2 separate regions of the Mus musculus genome follow, and region 1 is linked to region 2. Evidence: chromatin contacts called from public Hi-C data. All regions are on one chromosome and are shown on one strand. Each heading gives the region's core, a stretch centred on a gene start, on an enhancer-like site or on the middle of the called end of the contact. The rest is flanking DNA. Distances are from core to core; before and after follow the strand shown.

What was found. A called contact is a pair of places that touch in the nucleus more often than the background predicts.
Region 1: a contact with region 2 is called in a Hi-C map of cortical neurons. The contact joins the enhancer-like site here to the promoter of Snap91 in region 2. A contact is called at or near these places in 1 of 39 promoter capture datasets (hippocampal neurons), 6 of 484 Hi-C or Micro-C datasets (the N1E-115 cell line, cardiomyocytes, cerebral cortex and 2 more), 2 of 115 datasets of contacts at active chromatin or transcription factors (cardiomyocytes and forebrain) and 1 of 9 other capture datasets (pancreatic islet).

What each region holds. Positions count from the first base shown.
Region 1 is chr9:86,951,566-86,955,273 of GRCm38.p6, forward strand. It overlaps Gm39389 (a long non-coding RNA gene), which reads right to left. Exons shown (of 3, transcript XR_870974.2): 3 at 3,394-3,708. Among named protein-coding and RNA genes, the nearest start is that of Gm39389, 9.4 kb to the right of the region's middle. Within about 2 kb of position 1,321, at least 19 of the 459 cell types and tissues checked have an H3K27ac peak or open chromatin away from gene starts, as enhancers often do. A contact at or near this core is called in cortical neurons, where this site is marked.
Region 2 is chr9:86,878,297-86,882,105 of GRCm38.p6, forward strand. It overlaps Snap91 (synaptosomal-associated protein 91), which reads right to left and starts at 2,153. Exons shown (of 30, transcript NM_013669.2): 1 at 1,965-2,153; 2 at 1,126-1,285. The coding sequence starts at 1,255.

The sequences.
Region 1 (3,708 bases), core at 71-2,570, 72 kb after region 2:
CCATTAGATGGCAGAGATTGTATATTGATTGGCCATTCTTAACACAGACTGTTTCTTCTCCAGACTCCTGCATGCGCAGCGGTTTCTTATCATTGATGATGGCTGTAATGATGCCTTCACAGAACAATTACACCTAAATCAGGTGCAGAATCTCAGGACCCAGCAAACCAAACCAGAAAGGCACGCTTGTGCTGTGGAAAGAGAGATAATCTCTACAGGAGGGATTTGTCCTTACGTAATAAGAAGGTAACATGAAAAAGTCAAGGCAATTTCCTATGCAGAACTGTTGAGGTGAGCGCAGTGGACTAGCACAATGTATTCCTAGCCTCTTCTATGTATCACTTTGAAAATCTGTCACCAAGGCTACCATGTTGCGTTATAATTGTTTGCTATAGCTCTTTCACACCAATTAAGACTATGCTCTCCTAAAGACAAAAGCCTCGGTGAGCAGCCTCCTCTATCACTCAGGCTCAGCCTGTTACAAATTCTAAGTAGTTTTGGCTGCTGAAGATATTTAACCAATCAGCAAATCTAAAATGTTCTGAGCCGTGCACTGCTTAATTCCCATGAGGCCTGTCTTAACTTGTTTAAGAGCCTATCTATGCACAAGTCCCGCTGAGCGTTTCCACATCTGATTTAAAATAGGCTCCGGACAAGGAAACAAGATGAGGTGTGTAGCATGCAAGGGATCCTTTGACTGACAAAATTCTGTGTAATGTCAGTGGCAGCCTTGTTCAGAGGAGGTATTTCGCAAGATCTCTGTCAAAGTTTAAACACATATGCGGGAAGCTCCCAGCGAAAGGGGAGTTTCACGTGTCAGAGTCTGTCAGAACAGAGCCTATTTCTGTCAGGTGACTCAGCTCCCACACGAACACCACCAGCAGCAATGCCTGCACGTGCTGGTTTCCTACTGTGTTCTTAGCAGATGCACTAAAGCCTGCACTATTGCTATGTCCATTCCTCACGCTGTGGGTGTCACCTGAGTCAATGACATTCGCTGCTTTGGCAATAGGTTTAGGGTCCCTTTGGCCCAGTGTCTAAATTTAATAGAAGAGTATGCTCTTGAGATGAGCTGTGTAGCTCCACACGACAAATGTCTGTCCCTGTGTTGGTTGTGTTTGGCAATAATCATGTTGAATATTTGTTGAACAGTGGCCCAGTCACTCCTATAAAGCACTTTAGAGATGCTATTTCATTTGATAGTTTTGCAAGGTTTGGAGGTGGGGGAGAGGGGGAAGACATCATTGTTTTTCAGACTCAAAACTTCTAATGCCAGCAGTGGGAAGTAACTTACTTAATCATGGCCACATGTCTGCTCAGTAGCTGAGCCATGATGTAAACATGGGCAGTTTTTTTTTTTCCACAGGCCCAATGTAGGTCATCCCTAATATGTTCACTACCAAGAATCTCATTTCTTTCTGCTAACAACAGAAGTAGCAGCGCCTTCCTGAGTCTACAGGGGCCCCCAGTCCTCAGCTGTATACCCTGGCCTTATTTAAAAGTGGCAAAATGACTGAAATGAACAGGGAGAAATGTGCCTGCTACCTGTGAGTAGGAATGTCCCTAACAGGCTGTTTCTGGAAATAGGGTCTAACTAATTCTCTCTGGCCTAGAACTTTCAGTGTAACTAGGTTGACCTTGAACCCAGGTCTTTAAGGTTTAGGTTTAGATGTTTTAAGAGGCTGCATGCTAAGTGATATCTCTGTTCATCACTAGCTGTGATAATACACTATAAGTGTTTTGGCTCTGAGTGTATTTTTAGCTGCTTTATCACAATGCTGGATGTGGTATGCCTCCATCTCTCATTAGCTGGGCAGCAGCACACCAGCACATGTCAAGAATAACCAGACTTGACGTAACATGCATGGACTTGACATAATCTGTAGAACAGGATAGGATATTGTTACAAAAAAGTAAAAGAAAGCTTTTCTTTTCCCTTTACAACACAGAGCCAGGATGAGGGGTGCTATGCATACATTCTGGAAAAGCAAGACCACGCCCCTTAGTCCAGCTTCTCATAAGATGCGTGAGCACTTAAACATTAGACCAAGGCACTTGCTTAACTCCAGGGTGCACTTTTTACACACTTCCTTATTTCCCTGGGAAATAAGGCTTTTATACTTGAGAGAAAACTTTTTCAAGCCTGGAATACTATACTATGTTTCACAGATCTTAGGGTCACACAACATACCTGAGTAAGGTTATTTGAATAATACACAGTTGTCACTGGCCCATGCCCTGCTAGTCAATTTGGGATCAATCAGTTCTGTGCCTTCCACCAACTTTGTTTATGAGCCAGTGTGTCCTAAGACCCTGTGTTTGGTCCTTAGGTCTTTTGCTCTGATCACTCTCCCCAGGCCATTGGTTCTCAGCCTGTGGGTCATGACCTTTTGGGGGTCAAATGACGCTTTCACAAGTCTTGCCTAAGACCATTGGAAAACACAGTATTTACATTACAATACAAAAGAACAGCAAAACTACAGTTATGAAGTAGCAATGAAAATCCTTCTATGGTTGGGGTTCACCACACAAGAGGAACTGTATTAAGGGTCACAGCATTAGGAAGGTTGAGAACCACTGCACTAAGCTCTCACTGTTTTCTTTGTAGCCAATGGATTGGGAAGCCTTTTCCCATCTTCCTCTTTCTCCCCTAATTCTTATTTCCACTGTGATGCTCTTATTTCAGGCTTCATTATATGTGGCTCACATTAGTAAAGGTTGTTCAAATTGGCCTCTAGTTTCTTCCATTTTTCCAATAAGTGCTTCACATTGCCACAACTACTATCTGTCAAACAAAGAGACCTGTCTTGTCATTTAATAACCACAGACCTTCAAGGACACCTCATTATCCAGAGCAAAGTCCATGATACACAGGAGTCCTTACTACCCAACTACCTTCTCTCCTGCTCATTGACCTTCTCCACTAGCTCAGGGCTGGCATGGTATCAGCTGCTTTTCCTCTTTTCTTGACAAACTCATTCATTGCTTATGGACAGTTCAGATGTTGCTTTCAATAACTTACAGAAGGCAGGCTTTCCTGGGAAGAATGTGTACCTGATTGGTCTTACCTGGATTCCTCTAGCAAGCATTGTATAGTTTTGATGTAGCAGTTGTAAGAGTCTATTACAATGACTTGTCCATTTGACCTTCATATAGCCTGTACATCTTACAGACTTTGAGCACCTTAACAAGAACTATAGTGTCCTTCATTTTTTACAGCACATATTAGTTTAGTCTAATGAACAGGAATCTAGACAAGCACTACACCCACTGACCTGCTTCTCTGGTCAAAGACCTTTTGGTATTGAAGTTGTGGAAGATACTTACATGAACACTTTAAATTAGCACACTTGTCATTTTTGATATGGCTAGCATCACCTTGCTTGTCTGGGTAGTTCATGTTGGTAGCTATTGCTCTGGTAGAGTTATTAATAGGACCGTATTTTACTTTAAAAATCTTCCTGGTTTAGGTGAAAGATTAAATGATGATCTTAGTATTAGCATGTATGGAACACACAAGCTTGACTTGTTACACTCAGTGACTGAGTGGTAAGCTAAAGTGGGATGAAGAGAGGAGCTCTCAGGATGGAAAGGAAAAGCAGACGAGAGGGGTTTCCAGAAATGTCTCATGTGCTATGCTTGCCAAAACTCGCCAAACGATTCAGGTTGGCTTTGATGGAAAGTCCTCATGGTGAGTGTGCAGAGAAG
Region 2 (3,809 bases), core at 903-3,402:
CAAGAGACAGAAGAAGGGTTGAAGAAAATAAAATATAAAAATAAAACAAACAAACAAACAAAAAAAACCCCCCAACAAACCAAAAGAGGTCAAGACAGTGAGGTGGGAATATGAGCACGGGCAAATGTGTTTCTGTGCCAAGAGTGACATTTAACAATGAGCACCAACAAAGGGCAGAGGAGTCTAAGCAGGTCAAACAGATGTAGAGAGACTGTAGAATACTATTTGGGATAGTCTTGGGGGATACTCACTGCCTAAAGCAGGTTAAAGTCTTTCTAAGTATCACTTTCCCCTCCAGTAGCAAAAGACTAACTATACTAACAGCATGAAAAACTTCAGAAACATACAGCTCCCCAACCAGAATAAAGCTTTCTCCGGAGAGCCAATGATCATGGGAAATATTATGTATTAAATATTATGTTTTCATCTAAAACTGTACCACCTCTAAAGAGGAGAGGACATTCATTTTGTGAGCTGACCAGTTATCCCACCCAGCATTTTCTGAGAACAGGACAAAGGAAGTGTGCCAAGATGTTCAGAATGAAATCGCCATTATCTGCTCATTCAATAGCTTGGATTTATTTCAGTTCGGCTCAGTGTAGTGACATATGACACACGCGCGCACTCCCCCACACTCACACACAAATTCTGAGTAGCAGCAGAGGAAAAAGCAGGATTTTACGATTATCCAAAATGCTCTTAAGAAATTAGTGTCAAGAGTGGCCATCCACCCACCCATCAATCTCTCTGTCTCCCCATTGTGACCCTACCACCCCTCATTTCCTTTAACCTAACAGAGAGTGGAGAAAAAAAATGATTAAAAGGATGTAGCCCAAATGTACACTTTTATGCAACCGTGTGTGTGTGTGTGTGTGTGTGTGTGTTCCCTCCTCTAGGCTCTTGGAGGTCATCAGAAGAAAAAAACGGCTCGATAGACAAGGTTTCAGGGCCTATTCAAGGGGACACCTCCAAGGCCAGAGGCAGGAGCTCAGGATCTCAGGATCGACTCGATGGTGAGCCAGTTCCCAAGGCTTCTGGCAGTATTACAGACTGCCAAGGCCATGCCGCCGGCCTTTGAGCCCCTATGGTCACGCGCATGTCCCGCTTATATAAAAGGATGCTTACAGTCCAGGTGCTTCTTCTTGGGGCCCATCACCTCATGAGTGGTGGCTTTGCAGACTGCTCTTGCTACAGCAGAGCCAGTCACGCTGTACTGAGCGGCGGCGATCCGATCCGTGAGCGTTTGGCCCGACATCTTCACCGGCCGCGTCTACCGCCTCCTCTTCTGCAGGAAATAAGAGGAGATGGTCCGGCTTTCACCCGCACCGCCTTAGCTGGAGCGCCCGGCCTTGCCTGCTCCCTCCGCTCGGCGGTTCTCTCCTCCGCCGACCCCGCCCTGGCACCGCCTCTTGGGACCAGCGGCGCGCCAAGCCCAGTTGGTCCATCGAGGTCCAGGGCTGTCAGCCACCCGCAGGGTAGTCCTTGCATCGTGCCACGGTCCCGCTTTCCCACACCCTGAAGCGGTCACCACATCCCGGCTTCGCCCCCTGTCAAGCAGCACTGTCCGCGCAACCCTTTTCGGTGGTGCGAGACCCGGTGCGCGTCGGGGTTACCCCGGACGCCGCGCCCAGAAGCGCGCACCTTTCGCTGCCCCGAGCCGCAACGTGTCTCCCACAGCACCGCAGGGCCGCGGCCACCTCCTTTCTGTCCTGGGGCTGCGGCGGCAGCAACGACTCCTCTTCCCTCGCCCTCCATCCCTATAGTCGGGCCGCCCTGAGCCGCGATGCGCCTCACCCTTCTCCAGTCGGATCTCAGAGGGCGGACAGCCCAGGCCCCGCCCGGCCGCTAAAGCGCCACCGAGCTGTCACCCGGCCGCCTCTGCCCTTCTCCGCGCCCTAGGATTATCCCTCGAATCCCCGGGTCCTGGAGCAGGGGAGGGGACCCGTGCGGCCCAGCGTACTCACCCCGCCCCAGGAGCACCGCAGCCCGGACGCCGCGCGAGGTAGCTGAGTGCAGACACGCACCGCCCTGGTGTCCCCGGGCCGCGATGCCTGTAGCCCCGGCCCGGCCCCTGTCTCAGCTCCGCGGTCCCCGCGGTCCCCACCCGCCGCCGCCTCCGCCAGCGCCGCCGCGTCTCTCTAGCGCTCGGCGCAGCGTCCCCATCCCCGCCCCCACCTCAGCTGGAGCGCCTGCGACGAGTCAGGTGACGGCAGCCGACGAACCCGGGCCAGTCCTCTGCAGAACGCCAGCGGCCCCCTCCCTGTCGCTCCTGCTCGCCGCCCCCCTCGGAGCCGCGGCTTTAAACGGGAGGAGGGCCGCACGCGAGCATCCCTGGCGGGCGACGGCGGAGGAGGGGGTGGGACCGGAGGGGCGCCGCGGCTCTATGGCTTGCGTTCTTGCGCGCGCCCTGCGTCCCCGCGCGCACCCGCTGCGTCCCCGGGCGGACCTGGTGCGCGCGCGCCGCGCATACCTGCCGGGCAACTGCAGGATGCTCGGGGATCGCCGCGGGCGTGGGCCTGGGGAGAGGGAGGGCTGTGAAGGCCGAGGCAAGGGCGGCAGCGTGCGCTGCCAACAGAGCCCAGCCCCTTCTCCTAAGAAGCGTGCCTGTGACTAGCTGGCCTGTCCTCGGCAGTAGAGGCCCAGATGGGCAGGGCGATTTGAAATGTCAGATTCTGTGGCCACGCGACCGTTACCTGTGCACCCTCAGCTCCTTGAGGCTGCTCCACTAGTCTCAGTTACAACGGGGAGCCGAGTGGGCAGGTAATTCGAGCCGCTTTAGCCTTAAAGCAATACTGAGGTATGCGGTATAGACAAGTAGCAAAGCAATTAGCTGAATGCCAGATTACACTCGTCTTGTAATCATTTGCACCCTTAAACTGTAATTTTTGCCATTTAAATATGTCGGAACGTCTTATATTATTTGAATGTCGAGTGTTATTTGCATGGGATTGGAGTCGGTTAATAATTTCATGAGTTGACATTTGTAAAGGTCATTGTCTTAACTATTCTTTTAAATTCCCACGGTTAAGATCAGAAGTTCCCTTAGGTACTTCCCTGACATATTTTCTGGCTTTACACAGGTGACCTCTGTTCAGTCCCCCAAGGTCATATACGCCTACTTACACACATCAAGGTTCTGCCTTGTAGTTTTTCTCTTGGTCCGGTGTTCAATACCCAATCATAACTTCCTAACAGCTGGGGCTGATCCCAGCAGCAGCAATTAGAAACCTTGTTGACTAAAGAAAGAAAGATCAAGACCACCACCAAAAAGTTATGTACGTATTACTATATGACCCCCGCAGTCCTGCACAGTATTTACCCAATTGGGGGGGGGGGGAACCAGACACACACATTTTTCTCTTTAAACTTTCACTCAAAATTAGTAGCAGCTTATATAATGGCCCCACACTGGAGGAAAACCAGTCTATTGATAAATAGCTAAAGAAAACATGGCATATCCACACAACAGAATACTACTTAGCAATAACAAGACAGAAATGAACAACATGGATGAATTTGAGAACATACGATGCTTCATGAAAGAGGCCAAATCACCAGGACGTTATTTACTATTTTGATCCATTTATGTAACAGAGTAAGAAAGGTTTAAGTTCAAGACAGAAAATACACCAGATGCCAAGGTTCAGGACTGGGGACTGACTTCAAAAGAAAAACTATTTAAAATGATAGAAAAGGTTTATATCATGACTAAGGTGGTCGATAACAACAGTATGAATTTGGACACATAGAATTGGTGAATTTTATTGCAAGTAAACGAGAACTCAGCATATCTGATAAAGAGCTGGAGT